Regions from separate parts of the Anser cygnoides genome. Here region 2 is linked to region 1. Evidence: chromatin contacts called from public Hi-C data. All regions are on one chromosome and are shown on one strand. Each heading gives the region's core, a stretch centred on a gene start, on an enhancer-like site or on the middle of the called end of the contact. The rest is flanking DNA. Distances are from core to core; before and after follow the strand shown.

Evidence for each region. A called contact is a pair of places that touch in the nucleus more often than the background predicts.
Region 2: a contact with region 1 is called in a Hi-C map of liver, with 6 times the contacts expected there. The contact joins the promoter of SWT1 here to the enhancer-like site in region 1. A contact is called at or near these places in 2 of 7 Hi-C or Micro-C datasets (both in liver).

The regions. Positions count from the first base shown.
Region 1 is chr8:16,529,085-16,533,913 of Taihu_goose_T2T_genome, reverse strand. No RefSeq gene overlaps it. Among named protein-coding and RNA genes, the nearest start is that of IVNS1ABP, 51 kb to the left of the region's middle. Within about 2 kb of position 2,908, at least 3 of the 3 cell types and tissues checked have open chromatin away from gene starts, as enhancers often do. A contact at or near this core is called in liver, where this site is marked.
Region 2 is chr8:16,640,961-16,645,789 of Taihu_goose_T2T_genome, reverse strand. It overlaps SWT1 (SWT1 RNA endoribonuclease homolog), which reads left to right and starts at 2,122. Exons shown (of 19, transcript XM_067001477.1): 1 at 2,122-2,280; 2 at 3,454-3,528. The coding sequence starts at 3,463. TRMT1L (tRNA methyltransferase 1 like) reads right to left here and starts at 2,030. Exons shown (of 16, transcript XM_048059239.2): 1 at 1,836-2,030. The coding sequence starts at 1,980.

The DNA.
Region 1 (4,829 bases), core at 1,659-4,158:
TAAGACCAGGCAAGGGGAGGAAATCTCTTGGCCAATGCAGTTTAATGCCTTGTAAGGGACTCCAAACAATACTCTTTGAAACAACAGCAAGGTAATAGATCTAAAGATTCAGATTACCTTACTTGACCCGGATGACATAGCTGTTTTGCCAAGAGCTTAGGGATCAAAGGAGAAGCCAGCTGTACAAAGGTCTTCCTGAAAGACCGGAGGGGAGAGGTTGTTGGCTCCAGTGAGATGACACGTACTGATTGAATAAAGTTCCTTGGTAAGCAGGGTGTCACTTTGATTCAAAAAAGATCAGGATTAGTCAGGTTTATGCAGGTGCTTGAAGGAAATGTCACTCACACGGAAGATGCTGTGAGTATGCCTCTTGGTGTTGCATTAATCTTTCTGAGCACTATCTTCATTTTGGTAGGCTAACTCCGTGTTGCAATGATGAAACCCCTGGCTAAATCTGCAAACTCCTTCTGCCTACAACAGTATTTAAATTCCGGCAAACTGTCACAACTATACCACTGACTAAAGCTTATAACCACCTGTGTCATTTGGCCTTCCCCCGGAAAAGTGGAGGTGTGGGCTTCTGACTTCAGAGCCCTCAATGTCTAGTTTGATTTCAAGAGGTCATTTTGTGTGCATGGAGGAAGCTGTTGCACCGAGGAAGCTGCAGCAAAGAAATGGAGGCCAGCAGAAGGAATCACAGATCAAATGCTAAGCAGCAATGGTCTGCTGCTATGGAGAAGGTAATATTGTAACAGAGTGTGAAATGAGGAGCGTTATTTGAAGAAGAGTAGTAATGTGTCTACTCTGCTCAGCATTAGTAAGACCTTGACGGGAGAGCTGGGTCCGGCTTTGGATGCTGCTTTTCAGGAGAGGCATGGGCTGATCAGAGAGCATCAGGAGGAAAGCAGAGAGTGTGATCAAAGATCTAATATAATGTAAATATAATTTTTAGGGAAAAAGTAAAACAACCCCAGTTCTTCCAATTTAAAGACAGCCAAAGGAAGGACTGTGGGACATAAATCTGTAAACCCTTAAAAAAACCCTCAGATTGTAGTAAGGGAGATTTTGTTTATTTTTTTGGAAAGCTCTTCTAGCAGTAAGCGTAGTAAAGCCCTGGGGGAAAAATAAATACAGAATACATGGAAATTTGACCACTAGAGGATTTTAAGAATTAGTGTGACAGAAAAATTGAAGTAGTTGTGTTGGTAGAACCGATCCTGTGGGTCAGACAGGGTAGATAAGCTCTTTGGGGTCCTGTTTCTTTTCTTTTTGACCTCCTTTTCAATTTGTTGTGCCAACTTTCAGTTCTTATCCTGTCCTCCAAAGCATCTGCAATTGCGTCGCAAATTTTATAAGCACACTTCCTCTATTCTCACCCAAGTTATTGCATTAAGATATGAGTTCTAGACTCGCCCTAAACGTGATATGGTCCCACTTGCAATACCCTCCAGGTCTGATATTAATCTTTCATTGATGGCTGCATTTGGAGAGGAATTTGTTTCAGCGTGTTGCACATCCATGATTTGGTAGCTATACTCTGGTGGCAGTTCCTTGTGAGAATGTCCTGTGGCAATGTCCCTTTCTACCTCGAGGAAAGAAACCTTTAGCCACTAGAGCACTTGCCCCATCCAGGCAGGAAGGTATACTGCTTTGACAACTTGTTGCCTTATTTTAATTAGCCTGTATTCTTGGTTCACATTTGTTTAAGCATGACTTTTCAAAGGGTTAAAGGTTGGCTGGCTGACACACTACTCAGATTCTCTTTTCACCTTTAAGACAGTGGTATATTTGCTCAACATACTGCAGATCAAATCCTGTTTTAGCAAGCTTAGGTAAACAGCCCATACCTCTGCAAGGACACAGCACATATTGTGTTTTATTGGAGAGGTCCAATCTAGTGATCTGTGTAAAATAAGGGAACAGTTTAGCCCAGCTCTTTGTAGAAAGCACTGCATAAAGCAATTTCCTGGGTGGATGTGAGGCAAGTGTAAGACTGCACTAGTGTTGTAACTACACAGTAGTCATACATACTCCTGCGGCAAAGTGACCAAAACTTGTCCTGTTTTCTTTCTGCTGTAAATATTTAAAAGAGAATATGATTGTTTACAGGTTTGTGGAGTGGATCTGACGCTTTAGAGAGTGCAATCTTGATTCAAACTGAAAACAACATACGAGGAGGAAGGGCAGTTCTAGCTGTCCTCCCGACTGTGGGAAAAATAACCTTTCCAGATGACGGGTCTCTGCCTCCTTGCCCATTTCCCAGGCAGGTAGCCCACTTTGACAGCAGGCTTTCAAGTACTCCTGGCAGGAAGGGGTTGTCTGCTCGGCCTTGTGTAAACAAGATGCAACCATTGTTCCCTGGAAGCTGGCCAGCACGACCCTAAACCAGGCAAAACAGAAATGCCTGCCTTTGAACTTGTACCTTCTATTTCCCAGTACTTTTATGAACTTATTTTTGTGGCCAGGTTGACATCAGGATATGGGTCATTAAAACAAATATATTTCAGGTGGTTAAAAACATCAACACAATGTTAGCACAAGGAGTAGGTTAAGTGTGAACCTGAGGGAACACTCTGTGCAGCTTTGAGAAGGGAAACAGAAATAAACTATTCCCAGAGTAACTCCACAAAACTACTTGTACTATTTACCTATTGTATACAAAACAAGGGGTGGCAGGTAGCACAGTTCAATTAGTGCTAAAGTAAATCCAATTTTATTTAATACTACAGATTATTGCTGTGTTTGGGACACTTTGAAAGTAGCTAAAGTAAATTAAAGTAGCTGGCTAAAAACATGGAATTCAAGATTTCCATCCATCTTGCTGGTTAGCTGTATAAAGGCGCCTTGTATAAACTCCTAGAGAACAAAACAAACCTGCTAGTGGGTTTGAGAAATTTTTCCAATAGACAGGATAAAACATATTTCTGCTCAGTTTTCATTCGAGACAGAAATATTACAGCAGTGTCCAGGAATAGGATGATCTATGATAGCTGCACAAAGAGCAAACTTCTGATTTACTCTGAGGAGTCTGTGTTCATATTTTCCCTTGCCTGTTGTAGATCCTTTTATGCTTGTGTAACTCATTTTAATAACACTTCTTGCTGTAATATGTAGGTGTTTTGATGGTACGGTTTTGGTATGCCCAGATCCTTCTCCCTTTCTGCTCAGAGCTCAATCACGTAAGGACAAACCAGACAAGCTGTATCCCCACAAGGTGCATAGAGTGTCCTTAGGGCCACTCTGTTTTAGCTCCAAGGTTGCTGAAGGAAGCACACTGCAAGTGTTGTGGAAACTTCCTGATGCTCCTGGCCTGGGAGATGGTGCTGCGTATCCCTGCTGCCTGGCATACCCTCTGCCCTGCTTACCGTCCTCCAGTGCTGCACCCTCACTGCATTTCCTCAATGTTCCCTACATCTCAGGATGGTGGGGAGTGAGGATGACTCTCTGCTGAGAGTTTTACGTGTATTGGGTACATCAGTTGATTGCCTGCTTTGACGCTCACAGTAGTTCCCACTGGTATTGAGGATACCATCTGCTGCCAGATGCCTGAAGAGCTAAGCAGCATTTTGGGGGAGTGTGTGGAACTGTACAACTGGGTCCCTGTTTTTTGGAAAGTGAAACCAACTACAGATATGCATCTCTACAGAAAGCACTGGGACAAGAGGTGAGTGCAGGCATGCCTGAAAGACCTCTTAGGAGAAACAGGGACTGAATTCAGCCTGGATCCAGAGGAAATCATGCGAGACACAGCTAGATATACCTGCAACAGAGTGATGACTGTCTGGAGGGAGACTGGACCAGGCTCAGCTAGAAAAGGTAGTTACCATGCATGCCCAGGATGGCTTTCAGTACGGTCAGCTGTTGGCGGAGTATGCTGTTGGCTGAATTTCATATGAAATGCTTCCATGGATCACTGATCTTGTTCTGGAGTGACCTATCAATATGTAAACCAAACCTGGACTGTACTTTGAATGCTCCAGAGGAGGTCACTAAGACTGCAGTTGATTAAAAATTGACTTTTAGAAAACACATAATACGTTATAAGGCCATGTGTATTGGCCAGATAAGGCAGAAAACCAAAACACACGGGGCTTTCAGACTTAGGAAATATATCAATATTTGGGTTTGTTGTTGTTGCTGTTGATTTCATGAACTGAATTGTTGCAAAACATATGAATGTAATCAGGTATATATAGGTTTTTTTTTTTTTTTTACTACATCAGTACAAATCTAAAGCAAACTGAGGATTATAGAGCAAGCCTTAATTTGCAAATGGAACCTTTGGCATGCTGCTTCATTTAGATGTTATACAAATATATTGGTCAGTAGATGAATGTTAACACCACCTTTTGAATTTTTTTCTTCCCTGCTTGCCCTTCTTTGACAGAGTTTGATATAAGAGTTTGAAAACATGCCAGTAGGTACTTCCTGATAGACAGTGGCTTGACAAAAGAAAAAGCCTGGGTGTCAATTTCTTCCGTGTTTGTAAATCGGATGCCTTAAAAGGCTTGTGTCCTGTTGTCTAAATTCCAGTTCATCCTCTCCACCTGCTATTTCCTATTTGCTGGCTCTGAGCCTATTAGGTGCTGATAATGAACAGTAGATTGGTGACTGGAGTGGCAAGCAGGCACAGACAGCTCACAGCTTGATTTCTATCAAGTCACTGATAATCCCAAACTGGTTTCTCTGCAAACTGACTTCTCGGGGTGGAAGTGGCCCCACTGGAACTGTATTTTTTGTAAAAACAGGAGTGAAGTGTTATGGAGCTCACGCTGACTTGGATTCCTTGAGACTGAAAATCGCGCCTGAGGCTGGCAGTAGCTCCCGAA
Region 2 (4,829 bases), core at 873-3,372, 110 kb before region 1:
ACGAAACAAAAAAATCAACAGTAAAATTGTCATTGATATGCTTGAATTATACAACTGAGTTCACTTGCTTGCAGTAATTTGGCGCTTCTACCAGCAAATGTGACTAACAACTATGAAGGAGAAAAATTGTATAATCACTACTGAGAATAACATCAGAATGATTATTGCTTATCCTTGGAATCCACGGAAGAAACCATTCACCCATCTGTATTATCAGATGTTTGAAGTTAATAAAATAATATTTGCATGTTATTTTCTGGCAAAATGCAACACAAGACAAGGCAGGCAAGCAGGAAGTCCAAATATGTTTAACCATAGAGTAGTGATAAATAAAGTTTAAAAGCAGAAGTTTAGAACTGTTTATGACTAGTTGAACAATCTGGAAAAAGGCATTTGAGTGGGCAATGAAACAAACAAAGAGAAGTGGTGGACATGGGAGAAAAATAATCTTCATTTCACATATGAATGGAACGAATGGATGGGCTCTGAGCTGAGCATCATCAGGATTACAATCTTAGGGTTTTAAACAATTTTGATTGAAAGAACAGGTATAAATCCTCTCCAAAACCCAGCATAAGGAAGTTCTAGGAAAAAATGCAGAAAGCCTGCGTATTGAACAGTATTGCCACATATCCCCCAAGCTCAAAAGGGACACAGAACCAGCAAAGTTCCAAAAAATGGTGACAAGAAACAACAGATTTATGGCATAGGTTCTTAGCCATGGAGAAACAACAGAACAGGCTATGACTTTTCAGCCCGTACATAACATCCATAAAGTCATGAGACACAGAGGGAGCACAGACATCAGCAGTGCTCCAGCAGAACCTGGGATGGACCAAATGGAAAGAGCAGATGGAAAATCAGAGCAGAAGTTTTCTGTATAACCTACTGCTATGCTGCAGACCTCCCTGCCACTGGCTGCTGCAAGTCTGTGAGTGCCAAAGAAAGAATTATACTGCAGAGAAATCCATAACAGGCTTTTAAACCCCAAAGCGCTACCTTTGGCTCAAGAAAATGATGAGCCACAAGGTGTTTTGTGTTTGAAAGTATTTCTGGAGAATGCGTTGATGGTCGGCTGGTTGCTCTGTTCTTCCCCCAGTCATCTACTTCTGGCCACTACTACAGACAGGGTAAGGCCCGAATAGATCTTACAGCAGTTCTTAAGTCTCCCTTGCTTTGTCTTGTCTGTTTGCTTTTAAACATTGCAGTTTGACACGGATCTTGCCTATTACAAAGAAATAAAAAGAGGAATGAACACCTGAAGACAGAGATCAGAGAAAAATAGTTTAGAAAAATGGAGAAAGCGCAGAGCAAAATTCTTCCAAGTACCTTGAATCAGATCCAGACCAGCCCTGCAACTCAGAGTATCGCTGTATTTCTCACAGATCTATTTTTAAAGCTGAAAACTCACCTGAGACATACTTCGATGTCCTGCCTACTCATCTATTAAAGAGTTACGTGGTGCCTGGTGACGGTTTCTACGCAGCTTATTAACGGAAGAGACAAAACTAAGATTTTTTTGGTGAGAGAGCTGTAAGAAGAAACAGGCCTGCACGCGGCCGCACGTGCTGCGAGGCGGCTGCTAACGCTACCACAGGAAAAGAGCCCGCACCGCCGGTGACCGGGCACCCCGCAGCCCGTTTCTCGCACCTTCAGCGGCTGCCCGGGGCGGCGGGCTGGCACGGCCGAGCGCCGCTCTTTGTTACCGGCCCCGGCTCGGCGCTGCGGCCGCGCTCCGCAGCGATCGCCCCTCACGCCGCGGCGCCACATGGCGGCCGCCCCCTCAGCGCCCGCCGGGAGCCGCTGCCCGCGCCCTCCCCCCGCGCGGCCCTTACTGAGCGCCGCGGCCTCGCCGCCGCCCCCGGGGCTCCGCTCCTCGTCCTCCTCCTCTTCCTCCTCGTCCTCCTCCTCCTCCTCGTCCCGCTCCCGCTCGGGGGGCAGCTGAGCCAGCGCGGCCTCCGCGGCCTCCTCCGCTGCCATCTTCTCCGGGGGCGTGCGGCAGGCGAGCAGAGGCCGGACCGAGATCCCCGCGCCTCGCAGGGAGGCAGGGACGGAGGCGGGCGGGGGGCGCGGCGACGGCGGGGCGGGCGGGGAGGTGCCGAGCGCCGCCTACACTTCCCAGAGCGCCGCTGGGCCGCGGGCCGGGCCCTGCGCGGCGGGGGAAGGACGGGGGGAGGAGGAGCGAGGAGCAGGGAGCGGTCGCTTTCTGGGCCGGAGCGGGGCGAGGGGCTGAGGCGCCCCGCGCCGAGCCGAGCCGTTGCGACGCCGGCGGGGCGGTGGGTGCGAGGCGGGGCCGGGGCCGGGGCCGGGGCCGGGGCCGGGGCCGGGGCCGGGGCCGGGGCCGGGGCCGGGGGGAGGCCGCCCGGTTCGTGCCCCGAGCGCCGGGGCAGGCGCTGCCGGGACTTGCTGGGCCTCAGCTAAGGGGAGGCTCCGGCCGCGGTTACTTCAACAGTTGCTGCGGCACCGCTCCGCCGGCGGCTGGCCGGTGCTTCGGGAAGCCGGCTGCGGGGTCTGGGAGCGGGCGGTGAAGCTTTCCTACGGCCCTCCACGCCCGCCGCTGGCCTCGTCGGCGGGGGTGAGCGGCTTGTGCCCCCAGAGCGCCGCGCCAGGCACGAGGCTCGTCCAGCTCCTCGCTGCGCTGCTCGCATGGGGCGCGTCGAGCTGGGGCGAGGCACGGTCGGAGAGGCAGCACGTCCAGGTTTGGGGCAGAAGTAATGAGGTGACAAGCTCACCAGGGAGCAGGGAGGTCTCCCAGGCTCAGCCTGCGTTAAATACACGGTTTGAGGGAGCACTAATTGTGTTCCTTGGGCGGCTGGACCAGGGGGGCAGCCTGGCGAAGGCATTGTCCTGGTGTGACAGCAGGGTGAGACTTGTTTGTGGAGCAGATTTCCCTGTTAGTCTCTTTACGGTGAGAGACCTAACTGACTTGAGCTTTAGCAACTGCTTACTGTTCCTCTCTGTCATCCAGTTCTGCTCTTTGCTTATCATTGGCAAAAACTAGTATTTCAATTCTGTAGTAAGTCATGGCAAATTTGGTATTGCTTCACGTGTAGTTTTGTCGCTCAGCATCCAAAGGGCCCTGTGTCGTATAACATCTTCCTTCCTGGGAAGGGGGGAGTCTAAGGCAAGAATTAGAGTTGGAACTGCTTTAGAAGTTCACTGTTATAATAAAGGCTATAAAAGGGTGTTAGCCTCTGCTCATCTGGTATGTTTACTAGTAGAAAATCTACATCTCGGAAGCAGATAGTAGAGTAAGGAATGGCCACCCTTTCTTCTGGGTAGTTTTGTCAGTGAGATATGGATTGTCAACACTGTTCAAATTTGCTGTGGCTCGTACTTGGAAGAGAAAACAAAGTTGTTTTTTTTTCATAATGAAGTTAAATTATTTCTATACCAGTAAGGGTTAAAATTTGAAGTAAATAATAATACTAACACTTATTTTTTTTCCCTTAGGGTTTGAAGATGCCTAAAAAGAAACTGAAGAAATTAACTGGAAAGGAGGACAGTTTGGATGGCCAGGATGACAAAGTAGGAATAGTTGTATTAATTTTTTTTTTTTAATCATATGCCCATGTTCAAGGGAGGAACACGAATTATTTAGCAGTTTTGTTATGGAAGGATGAATCAAACTTTACAATGAAAGGTAGGACCACTAAAAACAGGAGGACTGAATTTGTCAGATAATTACTAAGTTCTAGTCAGGTAGCTGGTATATGTTTTTCTCTAGAGCCTCTGGGTGGAATACGTGTCGGAAGTTGTGAGTTGTTTTTTTTAAGCGTAACTTCCTGGTGAGGAATGCAGAGCTGAAATCTGTAACCAAAACTACTACCATTTTCCTGGGTTGTTCATTATCTTGGCTCATATATATATATATAACTTATGATTAGTTGCAATATTTTAACAAGCGACTCTTGGGTATTTCCTCTTAACCAATGAGATTCAAAGCAATGACTAAAATTGTATGTAGATTCTTAGTATATTGTAGGGTGTGTTGTGTGTGTGTAAAATAATCATAGATAATCATTTTGGTTATGCTTGTATGTAGCTTCCCATTGATCTTTTGATTGTTCATTTGAACTTCTGGAAAGATTTCCTACTACTAGTGTAATATATAGCCAATAAACCAGTAATTTAATAAATCCATGCTTCAGTTTGCTAGATTTTTCCTTTGGTTTTCGTAAAGCATATATGAAAGGCGAGTGCTTTTGTCTTATCATATTGTCTTATCTTTCAACAAATATTTACAAGTGTTTGTTGATGAATGTGATATTGTGGCCCTATAAACTGAGTTATACACATTAGAAACCTTTTGCCCATGTAGAAATTACAGTTCAAAGCCAAATGTCTGTTTTTTCTTCCAAATTCCTTATTATTCCATTTGTCTTTTAATATTAGCTTACGCTAAGGCTTTGCCGTTTTTATTTTTTCTTCTACAGTACAAAGGTTAAAGATTTTGCTTGAAACCTCCTACTACAGCTGTATTGCCTTTACTAATGCCTATACCAATTCAAAGAGTACCGAGTTCACTATTGCATGTCTGCAGTCTATTTGGGCCAAAGTTAAATATTGCTACATGCAAGCATTGACCTAGTGCAAAGAACAGTGGGAACCTAATCTATTAATAGCAAAATGGTAAGGAAACTTCTGAATAGTAGCAAGTGGATCTTTAGTGTGATCATAGTACGGATAAGAGATCTTTGGCTCATACAGATGAAAGGGTAAGCTATTTCTATGGCGTCATATTTGGGTACAATTGTAGGGTGTTTGTGGTTTTTTTGTTTGTTTTTGTGTGGTATAACTATGACTGCGGATTACAAAAGATTTTATGC